2 separate regions of the Mus musculus genome follow, and region 2 is linked to region 1. The links are chromatin contacts, called in public Hi-C maps. All regions are on one chromosome and are shown on one strand. The core of a region is the stretch at or near the end of the contact, and the rest is flanking DNA. Distances in the headings are between cores, read along the strand shown.

The links. A called contact is a pair of places that touch in the nucleus more often than the background predicts.
Region 2: a Hi-C map of cortical neurons shows a contact between it and region 1. The contact joins two enhancer-like sites. A contact is called at or near these places in 1 of 39 promoter capture datasets (cranial neural crest) and 1 of 484 Hi-C or Micro-C datasets (cortical neurons).

What each region holds. Positions count from the first base shown.
Region 1 is chr12:59,226,473-59,231,500 of GRCm38.p6, forward strand. No RefSeq gene overlaps it. Among named protein-coding and RNA genes, the nearest start is that of Fbxo33, 9.5 kb to the left of the region's middle. Within about 2 kb of position 2,094, at least 16 of the 459 cell types and tissues checked have an H3K27ac peak or open chromatin away from gene starts, as enhancers often do. A contact at or near this core is called in cortical neurons, where this site is marked.
Region 2 is chr12:59,617,891-59,622,918 of GRCm38.p6, forward strand. No RefSeq gene overlaps it. Among named protein-coding and RNA genes, the nearest start is that of Gm40430, 40 kb to the right of the region's middle. Within about 2 kb of position 2,716, at least 10 of the 459 cell types and tissues checked have an H3K27ac peak or open chromatin away from gene starts, as enhancers often do. A contact at or near this core is called in cortical neurons, where this site is marked.

The DNA of each region.
Region 1 (5,028 bases), core at 844-3,343:
TTCTCCACATAGAGATATAGACTTCTGAAATTCTAAGATTAGAATTACTTACAAGAAGAAGTGGGGAATGAAGAATAGAAAATTACTGGCCTCTTGTGAAAACATGAATTTTTTACCTCGGAGCCCACCCCCTCCCATCTAGAGATTGTAACACTCCTAAACTTTTCACCCCAAAACTCCTCACCCTAAAGTTCGAACCCTCCCAACTAAAAACTGTTCCAAGAACATTTTTGAGATAAAGGCCTCCTAGAACAACCTCAAAATGAACCAGGTACTCCTTAGTTACGTAGGTTCCTTGATAGGACATGACTCCTTAGTTACGTAGATTCCTTTGGCAGAACTCCCTAGTGATGTAAACTTGTACTTTCCCTGCCCAGTTCTCCCCCTTTGAGTTTTACTATATAAGCCTGTAAAAAATTTTTGCTGACCGTCGATTCTCCTCTACACCACTAGGTGCCGCTAGGTGTATGAGTTTCGACCCCAGAGCTCTGTGCTTTCATGTTGCTGCTTTATTTCGACCCCAGAGCTCTGGTCTGTGTGCTTTCATGTCGCTGCTTTATTAAATCTTGCCTTCTACATTTTATGTATGGTCTCAGTGTCTTCTTGGGTACGCGGCTGTCCCGGGACTTGAGTGTCTGAGTGAGGGTCTCCCCTCGAGGGTCTTTCACTGTAGACTTAAGCTTTATTTAAGAAACTAGTAACATTAAAAAAAAACAAGACAAAATTAGTAACAGTTTACAACCTTGAAAGTAGCTCACACTGAAAAGACAGGAAAATGCTTAATTATGCGTATTGCCCATTTAAAAAAAGTAAGGCCTTGGAAGATGTCAGATGAATTTTTCTTGGATTTGGTTTTTCTGCAATATTATAATTTATTCATGAATGTTTTATAGGTTTGAATCAATCATTGCTTCTCAAATTCTGGTACTTGCAGAATTCCCTTTCAAATAAATGTTTCTATGTAATTATAGGTTTTTTAAATTTTATTTTTAAGTTCTCTCCCTAGCCTACTTTTGACTACTGATAGATTCTGGGGGAGGAACAGTTATTGCTTTCAGTTGCATAACAGGCAATGGGCCCACCAGGCTACAGTGATCATAATACCAAACCAAAAAAATATGAATTTTGGAAGGGCATCCGTGAAGAGTGGGAGGAATTATGGAGAAAAAAAAGGAGAAAAAGAGAGAAAACAATGAATTAAAATATGTATGACAGAACAAATTCAATCAACAAGGAGTACATTTTTAAAAAAATGTCCTTGAGCAGTCTCAAAAAATGAGTGGAAAGGTGAAACTGAGTTGCAGCCTTCTTTTTCTGAGTTTCCTGTTGTGGTGGAATGGAGTGAACTTTAAGCATGTTGCTTAACCTGTTTGGTCTTTGCTTTTTCATCTGGGAAGAGATTTCTGCAGCCCTGGTCTTTGGCTCTAAAAAACACACACCTGCTGGACAGTGGTGGCACACACCTTTAATCCCAGCACCTGGGAGGCAGAGGCAGGTGGATTTCTGAGTTCAAGGCCAGCCTGGTCTACAAAGTGAGTTCCAGGACAGCCAGAGCTCCACAAAGAAAACCTGTCTAGAAAAAACAAAACAAAACCTCCTTCTCCTCCTCCTCCTCCTCCTTCTTCTTTTTTCTTTGAGACAGGGTTTCTCTGTGTAGCCCTGGCTGTCCTGGAACTCACTCTGTAGACCAGGCTGGCCTCAAACTCAGAAATCCGCCTGCCTCTGCCTCCCGAGTGCTGGGATTAAAGGCGTGCACCACCACCACGCCCGGCTGGATTTTTACTTTCTTATTAGAGATAGGAATATTGTTACATATGGCTGTAAGCTAAGAGATGAATTAGTAAGATACGGTCATGTTGCAGTAAGAAGACAGCAGTTTCCAACAGTGCCACAGAGTTTATCAAGGAATACACTTAATTGTCTACTGAGTGTGTGCACTTAGTGCATCAGGTGAGCTGGATTTTTTTTTGACATTTATGCACTCATTATATTGCTAAAGGATCGCTGTCGACTTACAGAAGTCAGTATGAAATCAGGTTTCGTGAAGTTCTAAAGCCTGCGCTATGATTCAGAGTGTGGGAGGAGGCACTGGTGCTATGAAGCTCAGAAATACCTAGTACTACTGAGTTCCAGGTTCCAAAAGAGGCATATCATCACCATGGTAACCACCATGCTTATTTGGATTTGAATCCTAGGCAACCAGTGGTTGTTAGGGCCGCCTTATCCAGGTAGATGGGTTGGATTGAATTACCTACCTGTTGACAGTCAGTGGGTCTGCTTTTTCTCATAACTCTTTTGTAGAGATGTATTAGTTGTTTTGTCTTTATCTTTCCAAAGGAAAATTTAAGTATTCAGGGGTTTTATATGCTGCTTTTTAAAACATGCTAAGTTTAGTGCTTCCCCCCCCACCGCCGTTAGGTAATTAGGATTTTCTCCCCATTATTGCTTAAATTTGGCAACTTGTTTTGAGCTAAATATAATTTTCATAATACTGAATCATGGACAATTTTATAACAGATAAAAATGGCTGTGACAGAATTCATTTTATGATACTTAGGGCTACTGATAAAACAGTTTCTTAAATTCATTTTGTGAAAAAGTTATCCTTTCCCTGAGCAAGTCTTAGATAATCTTAGATAATGCTGGCAGGTGAAGTCAGCGTAACTCTCTTCCAAATGATCTCTTCATGCATTGATAAGTTTACCCAGAGGTAGCCAGGCATATACCCAGTTGAGGCTTATGTACCCACCTGTCTTCAAAAATTTTGACCCAGAATTGTTCCTGTCTAAAACAAATGCAGGGACAAAAATGGAGCAGAGACTGAGGGAAAGGCCATCCAGTGACCACCCCAACTTGGGATCCATCCCGTGGGCAGGCACCAAACCCTGACACTATCACTGATGCCATATTGTACTTGCAGACAGGAGCCTAGCCTGGCTGTCCTCTGAGAGGCTCTATCAGCAGCTGACTGAGACAAATGCAGATGCTCACAAGCCAACTCTTGGACTGAATTTGTGGACCCCCTATGGAAGAATTAGGGGAAGGACTGAAGGAACTAAAGGGGATTTCAACCCCATAGGAAGAACAACACTAACAACTAACTCAGATCCTCAGAGCTCTCAGAGACTAAGCCACCAACCAAACAGCATAAAATGAGCCGGTCCATGGCCCCCTGAATATATGTAGCAGGTGGCTGCATTGTCTGGCCTCAGTGGATGAGGATGTGTTTAATCCTGAAAAAACTTGACGCCCTGGGGAAGAGAGATACGAGTAGGGGTGAGGTGGGGGTGGATGGGTGTGTAGGGGAGCACCCTTTCAGAAGCAAAGGGGGAGGATGGATGGGGTGAAGAACTCAAGAAGGGGGAACTAAGAAGATGGGCAATATTTGGAATGTAAATAAATAATTAAAAAAAATTTTAGCACTTGGAGGTAGAAGCAGGTGGGAACTTTGTAAGTTTGAAGCCAGTGTAGGTCAGCATCAGGCCAACCAGGACTACATAGTGAGATCCTGCTTAAGTGTAAGACATACATGCACGGGGTCTTCTGTGAAAATAGATCTTACAACTTGAATATGATTTCTTTCTTCCTTAGTCTGTAAGATGGAAGCAGTTCTTAGTAGGATTCTATTACAGGGAAAATAAATGAAGGATTGAAGAGAACTTGCTTTTTAGAAAGTGGTTAGCTAAACAGAACAAATGACCTGTAGTTGGTGTCTTAGGGTTACTATTGCTGTGATGAAAAACTGTGACCAGGTTAACTCTTAGCTTTTTGATTCAGGGCTTGCTTATAGTTTTAGAGGGTGTATTGGTTAGTTTTGGTTTAACTTGATACAGGCTGGAGTTATCACAGAGAAAGGAGCTTCAGTTGGGGAAATGCCTCCACGAGATCCAGCTGCAAGGCATTTTCCCAATTAGTGATCAAAGGGAAAGGGCCTAGCCCACTGTGGGTGGTGCCATCTCTGGGCTGTTAGTCTTGGTTCGATAAGAGAGCAGGCTGAGCAAGCCAGGGGAAGCAAGCCAGTAAGTAACATCCCTCCATTGCCTCTGCATCAGCTCCTGCTTCCTGACCTGCCTGAGTTCCAGTCCTGAAATCCTTTGGTGATCAACAGCAATGTGAAAAGTGTAAGCTGAATAAACCCTTTCCTCCCCAACTTGCTTCTTGGTCATGATGTTTGTGCAGGAATAGAAACCCTGACTAAGACAGGGGGTTACTCTATGATTATCATGACGGGAAGCAGAAGGACATGGCACTAGAGAATAAAGAAATAGCTGAAAGGTTTACATACCCACAGGTAGCAGGGAGAGAGAGAGGGAGAAGGAAGAAAAACAGAGAGAGACAGAGAGACAGAGATACATACAGAGAGAAGCTCAAAGCTCATTTTTAGTGGCACACCTCCTCTAACAAGATGGCCATTTCTAATCCTTCTCAAATAATTCCACTCCCTAGTGACTAAGCATTTGAAGATAGGAACATACGGGAGCCATTCTCATTTTCATTAAAAAAACCCATAGCTTGTGTTTTGGTTTGAGAATAGTGAATTGCTGGTTGCTGGAATGTATCTGAACCTGTCCTATGTAAGCCATTTATAAGTTGGTTGTATACATTTGGAAATTGGAAGGTCTACATTAACAAAACAGGGATTGGTATCTCATATCCCAAGAAAATCCGGTTGGGAGCATCGAGAGAGCTGGAACCTATGTGGTGAGACAGGGTGAGAAGCTGTTGTTCTCTGGAAGGGACTTTTACTGGCAGTGAGACAACTTGTGTGTTCTCAGGTGTCATAGTTAGGGCTTATATTGTTGTGAAGAGGCACCATGACCAAGGCAACTCTTATAAAGGAAAACATTTCACTGGGGCTGGCTTACAGTTCAGAGGTTCAGTCCATTGTCATGGAAGGAAGCTGGTGGCATGCAGGCAGACATGGTACTGGAGAGAGGTAACCGAGAGTTCTACATCTGCAGGCAGTAGGAGGAGACAGTGAGCCACTCTCAAAGCCTGTCTCCAATAACACAAATCCTCCAACAAGGC
Region 2 (5,028 bases), core at 1,466-3,965, 390 kb after region 1:
GTCATATATACACATATATATGTAAAATATATACAAAGTGTATATATCATATATTGATAGATTGAATATATAATATAATAAAATATAAATATATTAAGTGAAAACATATAAAATCATATATATGTATACATCATATACCTTGCATCATATATTGAATGAACCCAGTCATGAACTAATGTCTGTGTTTTTTCTATGTAACCTTTTATAAAAGCCTTCACCCACAGAATGTCATGATAGATGACATGATGATCTATCTATGTAGGCAACCTATATGCACACTTATTTGTACCATCTATTTATGTCTAACTTAATCCATAATATGATGGTTTACTGTTGGGTCTGTCAAACCTGATAAATGGGTCTGATGATGAGCTATGTGGACATAGAACATTCTATAGGCAAGCCCTTATCCTTTGCTGGGTCTGGTATTAACCTGCAACACCATGGGATTATATTGTGGCTAGATAATAAGCCTTTTTATGAATCATCTTTTCCTACCATACACACCATAATATCATATACTAGTCAGGTGGACTAACACATGCAGCAGGGGCAATGTAAAATTTACTCTATACTTGCATACTTGCTCTACAGAACTTCTGTAATCTAGATTTCACCCAATTCTCACAATTGTTACAGGCTTTTTGTTTATTCCTTAGGACAGCTGATCAGAGAATGATTCCCACATGTGAATATGCTGCCTTTAGACCCAGTAAGACCTACTAGGAGGAAAGCATGAAATGCAGAAGTTTGCCTTTTGCCTTAAAAGGGATGTTCTAGCATGATTTTAGTAAAGAATCCTTAAAACTAATAGATAAGGCTCTTGAGGCTTTATAAATTTTCTATTTTTCTTCATGGTGCACTTTGTGTTATTGGAGTTTCCATGGTATTTGGTACTTCTTGTTCATTGTCTCTAATGAGCATGATGCTATTATGTAATGGATCAATTAGATTCTATGTCAAATGCTCACAAGGTCCAGAGCATGTCAGACCACATTATAATAGGGGAAAGTAGAGTTAAGCAGTCTTGAGAAATGAACATAAATACAATTATTTATTCCAAGTGAATGAGAACTGTGTCTAATCATTCTCTTTGATAGAGACCAATGACTGCTGCCCACTGTGTACTCAGCATACTGATTTGCTCTAGTAAATAAACCACATCTGGCACAACATCTGTCTCTGAAGCTAGCAATTCATTGAGTTTTAGGAGTCAATTGTAATCTTCCAGAACATATCTTGTTTTTCTTAGATTTGTGAGTTAAATGGACATATAACAGAGGCCATCACTTTTACATCATTTTTATTTTGAAAAGTAACATCAATCTTTCTTTGTTTCCTTTTGGACATAGTATTGTTTTCCACTTGCTATCTCGGACACTGTCTTGGATTTTGTCTTGTAGGTCACTGCGGATGCTTTGCCACTTACCAGTCACAAGTATGTTCATTCAGTGGCATTGGGTAAGCCTATGGGACTGGTGGAACTACTCAGAATCAGACCTGGGACACTGCTACGTGGATTCTCCTAAGCAATCAACATTTACTCAGTGTCTGTTATCTTAGCCTCTCTTGTTCCCTCACTGTTATCCAGGAGCCCTGCTATATTACAGCATGGCTAACATCAACCCTGGTCTGTAGAAAGGCAGTCAGGGAAGCTGGTGCCCTTCCTCCCAGCACATTCCCAGCTGCTGTGGTGAATTGGGTATCCTACCTGGATTCTATAGAAATATAGGCACTCAGTTGGTTTGCTGACCCTCTATAATTTATAACCTCTAGACAGCAGTCCTTTAAAGCTTCATAATGTTGGTGATGAACCACACTAAGACTTTTAATTTTTTTATCACAGCAATTTTGGGGGTACTCTCTCAGATTGCTTGGACTACAATATTTTTTTTTTACTCTTCTCTTCTAGAACCACCCTAGATTTTCTTTATCTTGGGTTCATTACCATTATTCAAGGTCTTTGTCAGTGTCAAATTCTGCATTAGGGGAGGGTCTCCTGATGGAGTGTCCCCTTTCAACTTTATAGTCTGTCCTTCTTGATTTAGCATACTTCACATTCATCTCTAAGTTTATAATTTGTTTTTGGGCTGCTAAACCTTGACTAGATCTTTTAACTCTGCCAGTATTTACTTATTTTTGACTACTTTAAAAGGCCCATTTAGCATCAGTACTTCATTATCTTCAGCAATGGAGCTTTGAGTCCTTTTGGAATTCTACTGTTTTTAAATTTGTTCTTGCCCTAGCCGCTAGTATGTTCTATTCTGTGGTTACAAAGAAGTGAGTGTATATAAAGGTGTTCTAAATTCATACTTTGTCACATGGATACAGACTTATCCTTAGTCTCTGTATTTCTATTTCCTTCCTTTATCCATGGCACTAGCAAGAATCATCAGACCATAATCCAGCTCATTACTGCTCTTAAGTTATTAAACACACTCAAGTCTCACCTAACAGTGCCTTCCTCTCCCTTCTATTGGCATCACATTATAGTCCACACTGGTGAGGCTTTGAACAACTGCGACATCTTAGCATGCTCTGTAACTATCCACATCCCACCTACCACCAGACACAGGATCCTCATGGCCAGCTTGCTGGTGGGTGATTCAGATTTGAGATTCTAATTTTGAAGTCTGTCTTTTCAGATCATTAGAGGCACCACCTATTTTTGGTCAGGTTTCCCAGGAAACTAACTCTGAGACAGAGAGATTAGACTGTAAGAAAATTTCTGGAGCATGTTCTTCCCATAATACTCATGAGAGAACTGCGTGTGGGCAGAAGTTTGCTGCAAGTTTCAGAAGGTCTTTGGAGAGCTCTCAAATGAAGTCCTTATAACTTCCTTTATTCAGTCATCCATGTAAAGTTTTGTGAGACAGGCTCATGGTCCTACATAAGGAAATAATTTTGGATAAGTATAATTCACAGGGAAGTAGACTAAGCTGTAAGCTGTACAGTCGACAGAAGAGACCCCCTTCCCCTGAGCAGCAAGGTAAATAAGGGCTTATGTGTGAAGGTACAGAGTTTAACATCCACTCCAGATTCCCAAACCAAGAGAGTAATAGTTGCTGCTATTAATTTTTATTATAAAATATAATATGGTACAAATATTGAAAACAAGGGTATTTGAAATATTTAACAAATGATACAAACATTTAATGAAACAAATTTTAAACTTGTATTTCCTTTTAGGCATTCAACTAAACCCTTAACCTAACCTAATTTTAAAGAAGAAAAAATTCTATCTATCATCTATCTATCTATCTATCTATCTATCTATCTATCTATCTATCATCTATCTATTTTGTGTTTTGAGGAGGGGTCTTTCCTCATAGCTCAGAGTAGCCTTGAGTTCATGATCCTCCTGCCTTAGCCTCCTCAGGTGCAGGGGTTACAGCCATGCTCTACCAACTCTTGAGGAAAATAACTTTAAATTTTTAATTGTTAACCAGCAAGGGTAATCATCTACCGTGGTGTAACACTGATTAAAATGAGTTTTAACTCAAGGTACAACATGGTTTGGTAATATCTTTATAGAAAGGCAGGGCAATCAGTTACTGCAGCAGTCGGGATATATTAAGACAACTCATTTCCCATCAATCCCAGGGATATATAAGCCAAAGCAATCTGGGCTTCCTCCTTCTTTCTCTGCCCGGTAATTAGAGGAAGGAATGTGAAAGAAGATACGTTACTTGCCAAATATCTGGTGAGGTGACATTTGAATTTTGAAAAATCAAGTGATTTTTCATTATAACAATTTTCTTCAGGAGGGAAATGCATTTATTTCCTGTCAGTTTGGAGTGCCCAGCCTTTCATTAGACCAGAACATGGCTTCTGGATGTTACTGTTTGCCAAACCTGGTGGCACTGAAAAGAATTAACACGTTCTAAAATTAGCATCTCCAAGGACAGAAGTTCAATGGGAAAATAATCAAAATCTAATTTGATGGCAGCGAGGGGCTGGCATGAATTAAGAGAGACTGTACTTCAAGTGTGTGTTATGCTTTTCCCTCAAAGTGAGCCTATGTGAATCAGGCATTACTGCTTTGTCCTAGTCGAACCAAGTTCTGTTAACTTCTTTATTCAACAAATACTAAAATATTTATCCTTGAGGATAAATACCTGATAAATACTTGCTTTATTGACATTTTCATTTGACCTCAAATGAACCAAGTTTGAAAATCTTAGCCTACATGGTTCTGTTTTCTACTGTTTTTGTTGTTTGTTAGTGTTATTTTTTTGAAACAAGCTCTGTGTGGCCTGGCTGTCCTGGAACTTGTTCTATAGACCAGGCTGGCCTTGAACTCAGAGAGATCCACCTGCCTCTGTCTTCTGAATGCTGAGACTAAACGTATGCACCACTACACGTGGCTTTGCTCTCTAAGTTTTGATGTGCATATTTTCCTGCAAATATTCCAGGTTTCACTTGGGAAGCTAACTTTTGGCAGTCTTTGCTCTAACTTGGTGTCTTTTTAGTGAGGAATCTGACATTTTCTTATAGCTTTTGTTTAAGACTGTCAGTGTGCTTTTAATTATTGGATAAGCCACAGGCGATGGAATGCCGTTATAACACAATGATCTGGAGACTTCAGACCATTTCACCTTTTGCTTCCAGGTGAATATTGTCTGGTCTTACCATCAAAGCACACACTGCATGTTTCTAATCTCCTGTTTGGAGGAGGTGAGGAGAAAACCTGACTGAGAAGTTACCTGTTGAGCTATCACAAGATGAATCTGTAAGACTGACATTCCAGATGTGAGATGTGGCATAAAGTGCTATTCTTCTTACTTCAAGGTACTCTTACATGCAGAGAAGACACTGCCTGCCTGGCTTTTGAAGAAATAAAATCTTGCATTTTCTAAAAGTGAAACTTAAGGAAGAAAAATGTACGTGCTTGTACTCTTATAAATAGTTTTTGAGTAAATCTATTTATTATCCTGTCAAACAGATTGCTTGAAATCCATAGTTGAATTGATATCAATGAAATTATGTTATAGCAGCTGAATATTTAAATATAAATGTCTACTGCCT